Regions from separate parts of the Sus scrofa genome. Here all the other regions are linked to region 3. Evidence: chromatin contacts called from public HiChIP or PLAC-seq and promoter capture Hi-C data. All regions are on one chromosome and are shown on one strand. The core of a region is the stretch at or near the end of the contact, and the rest is flanking DNA. Distances in the headings are between cores, read along the strand shown.

Region 1 (3,273 bases), core at 336-2,835, 510 kb before region 3:
ATAAGTAAATTACAATACACTTATGATAGTCTACGGTGAATATTTGTGTGAACCCTTAGAAAATAACTGAGGGGGGCATTTAAAATTATCCTTGGGAATTAGGGAAGTCTTCACTAGAGAGACAGAGGCAAAAACAATGGAAAGCTCAAGAGTTTGATAAACAGAGGCCACTGAGGAAGTGGTAAAATCTATGTTTAATGCTCACAGTATGGTAGGCATTGTGCTGTTTACAAATGTTACCACAGTTCCTGCAAAACATGTAACTTCCTTTTACTGAGGAGGAAAACTCATAAGGATTAAAATAACTTGCCCATGGGCACATAAGAATGGAAAGAAATGGAGTTCCGACTGTGGCATGGGCGTCGTGGAAGCCCTGGGACATAGGTTTGACACCCCGCCCCAGAGGATCCCAGGATGGCCAAAGGATCCCAGGTGGCCAGAGCTGCGCTTAGGTCGCAACTGCGACTCGATCTGATCCCTGGCCTAGAAACTCCACATGCTGTGGAGTGGCCAAAAAAGAAAAACAAAAAAACAAAACCGAAAAAGAATGGAAAGAAATAGGGATCTTCATTTTAAAAAGTAAGTTGGTCTGGAGGAAGAGGGACTCCGCAGAGGGAACTTCAAGGAAGTGTGAGGGGTCGCAGAACGCTGGTGGGGAAGCTGGGCACGTTGAAGAAGGATTCGTAGGCAGGAATCAGATATTAAAGGGCTTTTGCCTGTTATATGAGGAGTTTGAACTTGAATCTGAGGGCACTGGCTAGCGAGTAAAGGATTTTAAACAGTCACCATCCAGTAAATCTGGGCGCCTGTGCGCTGACCCCGCGACAGGCAGCAGAGATGCAGCAAGGAAGAGATGCAGCAGCGAGCTCTTCCTCTGCCCACCGCCTGGAACGTTTAAAACTCCTAGGCTGGTTCTCCCTTTGGCCCTTCTCTCTAAACATACCTCGCTGCCAGGCGTTTCCGGGCTGATCACACCCTGCCAACTGCCCTCTAGCTTAAAATGCAACCCGTCGGACGCACCCCTTCAGCTCCCCCTGGCGTCTGCACCCTTCCTTTCTCCAACTCCCGCCACCATAGCCCGGCTGCAGGCTTTTTTTCTTTTAGTGAAATAGATTTTTAAAAATTTACTTTATTCAAGTATATTTGCTTTACAATGTTTCAAATTCTGCTGTATAACGGTGATTCAGTTATACACACATTTTTTCATATTCTTTTTCTATTAAAGTTTATCACAGGATATTCAATATAGTTCCCTGGGCTATACAATAGAAGTTTGTTTTTTACACATTCCGTACATTAGTCACCATCTGCTAATCCCTAACTCCCCAGCCATCCCTTCCGGACCCCCCTCCGCAATCACAAATTCTCTGTGAACGTGAGTCTGTTTCATAGATAGGCTCATTTATGTCATATATATATCACATCTAAGTGATATATGATAGGTGTCTTTCTGACTTACTTCACTTAGTATGATAACTTCTAGGTCCATCCATGTGGCCACAGGCCTCTTAGAAGAGGTCTAGTGTCCCCAGCCGGCTTCTGCACCTTCCTTCCGGCAGTCCGGCAGCCATCCACTGCCGGTCACATGAGGGGCAGGTCACCGGCGCCGGGGTCATGTGATCTACAGTCACGTGCCTGAGGCACCACTGAGAAGTTCGGCTTCCAGAGACCTTCCAGGCTCAGCGGGTGCGTCCTGCGGGCCCTTGGAGCCCGTGAGGCTGCGCGGCGAGGATGGTGAGAGTGGCAGGTTGGGTGAGGGTTGGGCCCCGGCCCCCTCTGCCCTCCCGGAGCTCAGCGCCTCTTCTCGTCCTTCCCGCTGCAGATGAACCAGACCACCCCCGACCAGGAGCGGGCGCCGGCGTCGGAGCCCGTGTGGGAGCGGCCCTGGTCGGTGGAAGAGATCCGCAGAAGCAGCCAAAGCTGGTCGCTGGCGGCCGACGCGGGCGTGAGAGGCGGGCCCAGGGACGGGAGGGGAGGGCGACTCATCCGGGGTGATGCGGGAGGGAGGATGGGACTCCCCATAAACATCGACTTAACACATCTCTTCTTGCCCTCAAAAACTCCCCGGCGGCAATCCCCAGGCACTTGGGCGGTGGTGGGCCGGTTGTCCTTAGCCCTCTGAGCGCTCCCAAGCAGACAGCGGCCTGGACACCCGGCTGTTTTCCTCGTTGGGGTTTTCCAGACCGGCAACCAACTCCATCCTGAGCTGGGAAATCGGCTTCCGCCGCTCCGCAGGCTTACAATGGCATTACTTCGTCAATTCCATGTTGGGACCTGGACTGAGTGGGGCAGTAGAAAAACTAGTATATGGATATCCTTGAGTGAGACTTTTTAGCTAAGGGCCCACCCAGTAAACTGAAAATGGTCATTCCAAAGTCCCATTTGAAGTAGGATTTTTGGATAAAAGTAGTGGTTTGTTGTTTTGGCTTTCGTTTGCAATCCCTGTAGAATGACAACCAAACAGGACTTAAAAATTCCTCCCAAAATGAGATGGCAAGTATCCGTTGACTCGTTGCCGCTGTTTTGATGAACTTTCTTTTTTTTTTTTTTTTTTTTTAAGGGCCACACCCGCGGCATATGGAGGTTCCCAGGCTTGGGGTGGAATCCGAGCTGTAGCTGCTGGCCTAGGTACTCCACATCCACAGCCCTGACAGATCTGAGACACGTCTGCGATCTACACCACAGCTCAAGGCTGATGAACTTTCTTAATGTTTTTTGATGCTACTTGGTCATAAAGCTGTCAAAAGCAGAATCCCTTTTACATTCCAACACACACACACAAAAGGAAATGGGTTCTTTCCTGTTTTGATATGCAGAATAGATGTGTATAATATTGATACTACTGTATGTTTATTTTTTAAATAGCTGCTACAGTTTCTACAGGAATTCTCACAGCAGACTATCTCTAGGACCCATGAAATCAAGAAACAAGTGGATGGACTAATTCGGGAAACTAAAGCCACAGATTGTCGCCTGCATAATGTCTTCAATGACTTCCTTATGCTGTCTAATACCCAGTTCATTGAGAACGTGAGTCAGATTTATAAATAAATACTACTTTTAGGAGGAGCAAGAGCCATTGTAATACTCCATGATCTATTATTAGGTTCTCTACTAAATTTTGGTGGAAGTAGTGGTTCTTTATAATTAATGCCTCACCCCCTTTTTTATTAGTAAATTTTTTTAAGCCTTTGAAAAAACCTAATGATAAAATTTCCTCATATTCCAGTGTTTCCATCGGTTTTTGGTTTTGGAGTAGTCGGTGTTGTGCAG
Region 2 (3,059 bases), core at 279-2,778, 570 kb before region 3:
TCTGAGATTCTGGCACAGCTAAACTGACTTAATCTTAATAAAATGGGGGTGAGGCAGGGAGCCTTATGTAATTCTAAAATAAGAACTCTTCTCCCTCTTTGAGAATCACATCTTCCTTTCCCTACATAGCTTACCATACTTCTCCACTTTTGAAATACCTGTAATGTAACTGTAGAAGTTTATTTAGACACAAAATACAGTATCATAAAACTTTAGATCATTTTCACAAAAGTTCCATAGAGAAAGGGGAAGGAGAAATAAAATGTAAGAAATGTTACTGTGCTAGCCTTTACATATATCATCATACCTACTTAACAAATCTGCAAGCTAGCAAACTTTGAAAGAGCAACCAAGTAACTTGCCTGAAGGCACATGCACCACACCCTCACCTCCATTTGGGTGAGTCTTCCTCAAAGGCTCCGAGGTTTTTTAAAGTTCAGAAATGTCACACCAAGACATTTTTGCAGAAATGAACCAATTATGATTTCCTGCCCCATCCTAACCCAGTAAGGCTCAACAGTCCCTACAACCATATGTCCGTATTATCAGGTGGGCGGTGGAAACAGTTACGCGATGGGGAACCTTACCCTGATTAGGAAAAAAAAAAAAAAACACAAAAAGGCGAAAAAAGCTCTGCCTTTGTGGGTCAAATAGCCTGCAGCTCTCTGCCTTTGGCCATTCTTGATCGCATCATCCCATGTTGTATCATGTGGCACTTAAGACTATTTATGAATATTGTTTCTGCTACAAGAATTTATTTCCATGAGAATAAGGTCTGTGCCCACTCTTTTTTCATTGCCATATCCTCAACATCCTGAACATATAGGCACACTATAAGTGACTGTTGGTGGAACTGGCAAGCCTCGCTCTTCTCAGCTATAAAAAGGAGGTAATCAAGCTACCTCTTGGTATTGTTGGGCGAATTACATTCACCTTACAGTAAAACACTGTGTTGGCAGGTAGAGGGCCGAAAAAAATATTATCTTCTTTGAGCTCCCACCCAACAGGCTATGTTCTGGAAAATGGGCCTCTCCCCTCTCCAAAAGACCCAGGCGAGAGCGAGCAAAAACCTGAAGCTGTCACACCCGGGGCGCGGGGGGGAAGGCGGGCGGACAAGCAGGGGGAGGTGGTCCCCAGGCCAGCTTGTCTAAGGCCGAAGAGGCGGAGGACAGGCCGGGGCCGGGAAGGGAGAAAGAAGTGGTCCTCGGGCCAAGAGAGGCGAGGGCCGGGGAGAGAACAGGCCCTGGCCGGCGGGCAGGCAAGAAGACGTGGCCCCCGGGTCGGGCGGGTCTAAGGAGAGGCCAGCCTTTAAAGGTAGGCCCAGACAGGGCCGGGCTGGTCCAACAAGCAGTCATGGCTCCCCAAACCGACCCGCCACGTGAGAGCGGTAGGAGGCAAGCTCGCCCCGGGGCCCCCCTCCGGTTCTTACCACCTCTGAGCGCGGCTCCCGGCGATCCGAGGAGACCTTGGCGGACTGAGACGCGGCCCAACACGAGCCAAGGTCTGAAAGGCAGAGTTCTCGCGAGAACACAACCTTCTTCTCAAGTCTCTTATCACAAATTTGACAGTCTCGCGAGATCTCTACTAGGGTCTGCCCAAGGTCCTTGCCTGCCCTCCACAGGGCGCAGGGGGTAGGCGCATACATTTTCCTGGGCCCCAAAGAATAAGATTAAAGGAGAGAAACGTTTGTGAAGGCAAGCTGTTAGGAGGACTATCCTGAGTGATTCTCTCACACCAAATGTCCTCACGATGTAGATATTTTTTTAGCCTTAACGTACATATGCAGAAGTAAATGTCAGAAACAAAAGGACAAATAGATGATTCCGTTTATATGAGGTACTTAGAATAGTCATAGTTATAGAGACAAAATAGTAGTTGCCACAGGCTTGGGGAAGAGGAATTATTGTTTAATGGGTACAGACTTTTAGCTTGGGATGATGGGAAGTTCTGGGTATGGATAGTCACACAGCAATTCGAATGTACTTAGTACCACTCAACTGTATACGTAAAAATGGTTAAAATGGTTATATATATGTAGTGACCAGATATTAAAATAAGAACCTTTCTGTCCCAGTTTTGACAGAGGTTCCCATTACTAACTAAGTGCTACCCAGCAAGGTGAAAGACCATCTGAGTAGGATTTGTGAAGGAGATGATCATAAAAGTGCAGCCTCTCACCCAAGAACATCAGCGGGCAAGGCTCTCTCAGCAAAAAGCAATAGGAAACATAGGTTTAGATGCACACGCTAAAAGGGCAGTCATAGGCATAGCATACTTTTAAAGCTCCTGTTCCTCATTCCTTCTTCAATTCAAATGCAGATTCTGGAACAAGGCGACTTTTTTTTTTTTTTTTTTTTTTTTGCTTTCTAGGACCACACTTGTGGCATGTGGAAGTTCCCAGGCTAAGGGTTGAATCAGAGCTGCAGCTGCGGGCCTACATCACAGCCACAGCAACGCAGGATCTGAGCCGCATCTGCGACCCACACCACAGCTCATGGCCACAATGGATCCTTAACCCACTGAGCGAGGCCAGGAATCGAACCTCATGGACAATAGTCAGGTTTGTTACCACTGAGCCATGACGGAAACGCCAAAGGTGCATTTTTATTATCTTAGGGTGACCAAAATCCAGGATATGCCTAGATTGTTCAACTAGCCCACATAGCATGTTTGCATAGGTAGGGTTATCGGGCAGAGGGGAAGTAAAATCTCTTTACCGATTGCCCACAGATTGTCCAACAGAGAACTGTTTGCTTGTTTGTGATCTGTCACATACACACACACACACAACTCTAAGCTTCAGGAGAGCAGAGACCTGGTCTCTCTGGTTCAGTACTGTATCCCCAGGCCCAAAGCACTGCCAGGCACTTAGTAAAGACCTCTTCAGTGAACAAACGTTCTCTAACACAGAAAGAGCACGAGATGATCAGCGTTGTCACTGTTTTAACTCCCTAAATTTTAAAAACCATTACAGAGCTCTGCCTGCAAGCCGTTTCCCATCCACAAGGCAAGATCCCTGGCTTTTTAACACCCCATTGGGCTGTATGTGCTCTTGGAGG
Region 3 (2,990 bases), core at 434-2,933:
AAAATTTCAAAAAAACTTTTACCTTGATAGTATTATGAGGACAGAATAAAAGGTGATATGCAGAACACAAGAAAAGGAGAAGAAATAAGTTTATATGTAAAACTAGGATGGGATTTAAAAAATTCCCAAATGCTGCAAAAAATTTAAAATTTCAAATAATTAATTTCATTTACTAACATAAGGTTATTTAAAATAATGGCCATAAACAAAACAAACACAAACTCCAAACAGGTGACAATGTAGGAGAACCTAGGACTGCAAAGGTAATACAATTATTGGAATTACTTTCCACATTTTGTGCCAGAAAGTAGACTGTAAAATGGGAATAATTACCCAGGGTCTCTGCATACAAGCTTATAAAGCAAATAATTGAAAACAAAAATTACATCACTGTTATTGCCTTTCCTTCACCTTACTGTAAAATTGAGACTCCAGGCCTGACAGCGCTAAGACTTTAACTGGATATTTAACAATTATATCTGCAGTAATTAAGGCAGGTATTAGAACAAACTGCCTACTACACAAAAATACAGAGAGAACAGTACTCATTTCTTAACTTTAGTAAATATTTATAGGACATCTATGACAAAGAGATATCTGTTAGGTACATGATATTGGTATTCGAAAACAGCTATAATGATAAGTACATACTGAAAAAAACACATTGATTTTTAAATACTATATAAATCAGTTCCGGTCGGAAACTCAGAGACTAACACATCTGGAACACTGCAGATGAGGAAATCACACTAACAGATAGCTGTGTGCCAGTCACTATTATCTTTTTTTTCTGGCCTGGCCCCGGCCATGCGGAAGTTCCTGGGCCAGGAATCAAACCTAGCCACAGCGGTGACAAAGCCGAAACCGTAATCGCTAAGCCACCAGGGAATTCCCTATGCCATCTTACTTAATTCACGGAGTAGGTTTATGGTATTATCTTCGTTGTACTGCTAAGGAAAGGCAGGCATACTCTGGCCAGGTTCCCACACCCTAGCAGCTTGAGCCCAGAGCTTGTACTTTTAGCAGCAGAATGACCTGCAGTCTTAATTCCCAACGTGAAGTCCAGCCCTCTGACCGGTCTTCAGTGTAATTCCATAGTAGATGCGGGTATTACGGTGAATATCAGTACACGGGCTGTTAGCCAAGCGAACACGCCTAACTGCAATGTGCTTGCTTTCTAGTACATAAAATGGGGATGACCATAAAACCCCTACATTATCAGGGCGTTGTAAGTTTAAGTGAGTCAATATCTGCAAGGCTCTCACAAAAGCCTTGTGCTACCCAAGCGTTTGTTCAAAGTTTAATCCTGACAGGCGCCTGATGGATGGCGTAAGGACTACGGCCAGGAGCCCGGGCCTGTCCTCCTCCCGCCAATCGCCGGGGCTACAGTTAAGGCCTCCAACTACCGCCTCTCCAAGGCCGGGCCCGCCCCACTCCCTCCGCCCCGCGGGCCGCGCGGAGCCCTTGCGGCATCCCGGGAGCGGAGGCCAAAGCCGCGCTCGCCACACCGTTGGCGGGTGAGCGCCGCCCTGCCGCGCCCAGCTTGCGCCTCTGGTGCCTCGGAGCACCTGCCCGCGCACCCCAGGGCCACTCACCGCGCCTGCCGTCCGCGGCCCTCGCTCGCCCGCCCGGCGTCCCTCGCGCCACCGGAAGTGCGAGCGCGCCGTTTGTCTGTGCCTCGCGGTCGCTCTAGGAACTTGGCGGATCGACCCTCTATGGTGCCTGGCCCACCGGAAAAAAGAAACCCTTTTCTTTTTGCCATTTTGTTTTCCCCTCGGAAGGCGTCCTGTGGCCCTCAGGACCGCAAGACTTGTGGTCTTCTCCCTTTGTGATGGAGGAGCGACCCACAGGGTGGGGGAGTGGCAGCCCGTGTGGTCAAGGTTTTGAAAGGCAACACCAGCCGGTCTGACCCCGAGGCTCCATTCTTTCGACAAATGTGGAGCACTTATTAATTACATAGAGGTACTTCTGGAGAGCCTAAACTATTTCTGATATTTTTCATGAGCCAATTATTTAATTCTTACCAAAAAAACCCCTACAAGATAGGAACGAGAGTACTCATTTTACAGTTAGGGAGGCCAAGGCTTAGAGTAGAAATCGCCTCACGTTCACACTATGTAAGTTGATGGCCAAAGATCTGTACCCGTCTTTTTGGCTCCAGAGTCTCATGATTTTCAACACACTGCCTTGTTTCTCTTTAGTAATGATGTCTCCTGATTCTGTTCTGTTACAGCCAACCACCTCTACCAACCTGTGCAAGTTCACCTGATCTGTGTCCTCCTTCCACCTGCAGAACTCCAAATCTAATGGCTTCAGATACCATCTGTATATGCTGAAGACTCCCAAACTGGTAACTCCAGTCAAACCTTGGGATGCAAATACTGTTGAACTCTAGACTTATATATCGAGTTGATTACTCGGTGTCTTTTGCATGTGTGATGAACATCCAAACCTAACAAAGCCCCAGATGAACTTCTGATATTCACCTAACCTGTTCATTCAACAGTCTTCAACCCAGCAGTTGATGGTGACTCCATCTTTTCAGTTACTCAAGTCAAAAATATTGATGTCATTGTTTCTCTTTTCACCCCAAATCCAAATCCAAGCCATCTGTAATTCTGTTGGTACTGTCTTCCAAATATATCCAGAATAGAGCCACTTTCAGCATCTCCACTGCTATAACCTCCACCAAGCTCCTGTTATGACCTGTCTGGATTGTTGCATTGGCTTTCTCACTGGTCTCTCTATGTCTACTCACAGCCCCAGAGTGATCCTCCTAAAACTCAAGTCAAATCTTGTCATTCATTTTGTTCAAAATCTTCCAAAGGCTTCCCATGTTATTAGAGCAAAGCCCATGCCCTCACAGGGGTACACAAAGCCATCTCTTGTTCCTTGTTGTATCAGTGCTCAGAAGGTAGCAGGCACTCACAAGTATCTGTTGAATGAATGAATTTGTAAGATGCTCATTATTTAGGAAGTGCTTTTACATC

The links. Promoter capture Hi-C pulls out the DNA fragments that hold promoters and counts their contacts. HiChIP or PLAC-seq counts read pairs in DNA pulled down with a chosen protein or histone mark.
Region 1: a contact with region 3 is called in a promoter capture Hi-C map of liver, with 9 times the contacts expected there. The contact joins the promoter of LOC100522401 here to the promoter of ZNF22 in region 3. A contact is called at or near these places in 3 of 5 promoter capture datasets (fetal liver, fetal skeletal muscle and liver), 2 of 47 Hi-C or Micro-C datasets (heart right ventricle and liver) and 2 of 2 datasets of contacts at active chromatin or transcription factors (alveolar macrophages and skeletal muscle).
Region 2: a contact with region 3 is called in an H3K27ac HiChIP or PLAC-seq map of skeletal muscle, with 8 times the contacts expected there. The contact joins the promoter of NCOA4 here to the promoter of ZNF22 in region 3. A contact is called at or near these places in 1 of 5 promoter capture datasets (fetal liver), 1 of 47 Hi-C or Micro-C datasets (skeletal muscle) and 2 of 2 datasets of contacts at active chromatin or transcription factors (alveolar macrophages and skeletal muscle).

What each region holds. Positions count from the first base shown.
Region 1 is chr14:90,580,814-90,584,086 of Sscrofa11.1, forward strand. LOC100522401 (WASH complex subunit 2A) reads left to right here and starts at 1,586. Exons shown (of 33, transcript XM_003133111.6): 1 at 1,586-1,734; 2 at 1,823-1,945; 3 at 2,866-3,030. The coding sequence starts at 1,732.
Region 2 is chr14:90,529,643-90,532,701 of Sscrofa11.1, forward strand. It overlaps NCOA4 (nuclear receptor coactivator 4), which reads right to left and starts at 1,529. Exons shown (of 10, transcript NM_001243122.1): 1 at 1,430-1,529.
Region 3 is chr14:91,095,205-91,098,194 of Sscrofa11.1, forward strand. It overlaps ZNF22 (zinc finger protein 22), which reads right to left and starts at 1,684. Exons shown (of 2, transcript XM_003483520.4): 1 at 1,596-1,684.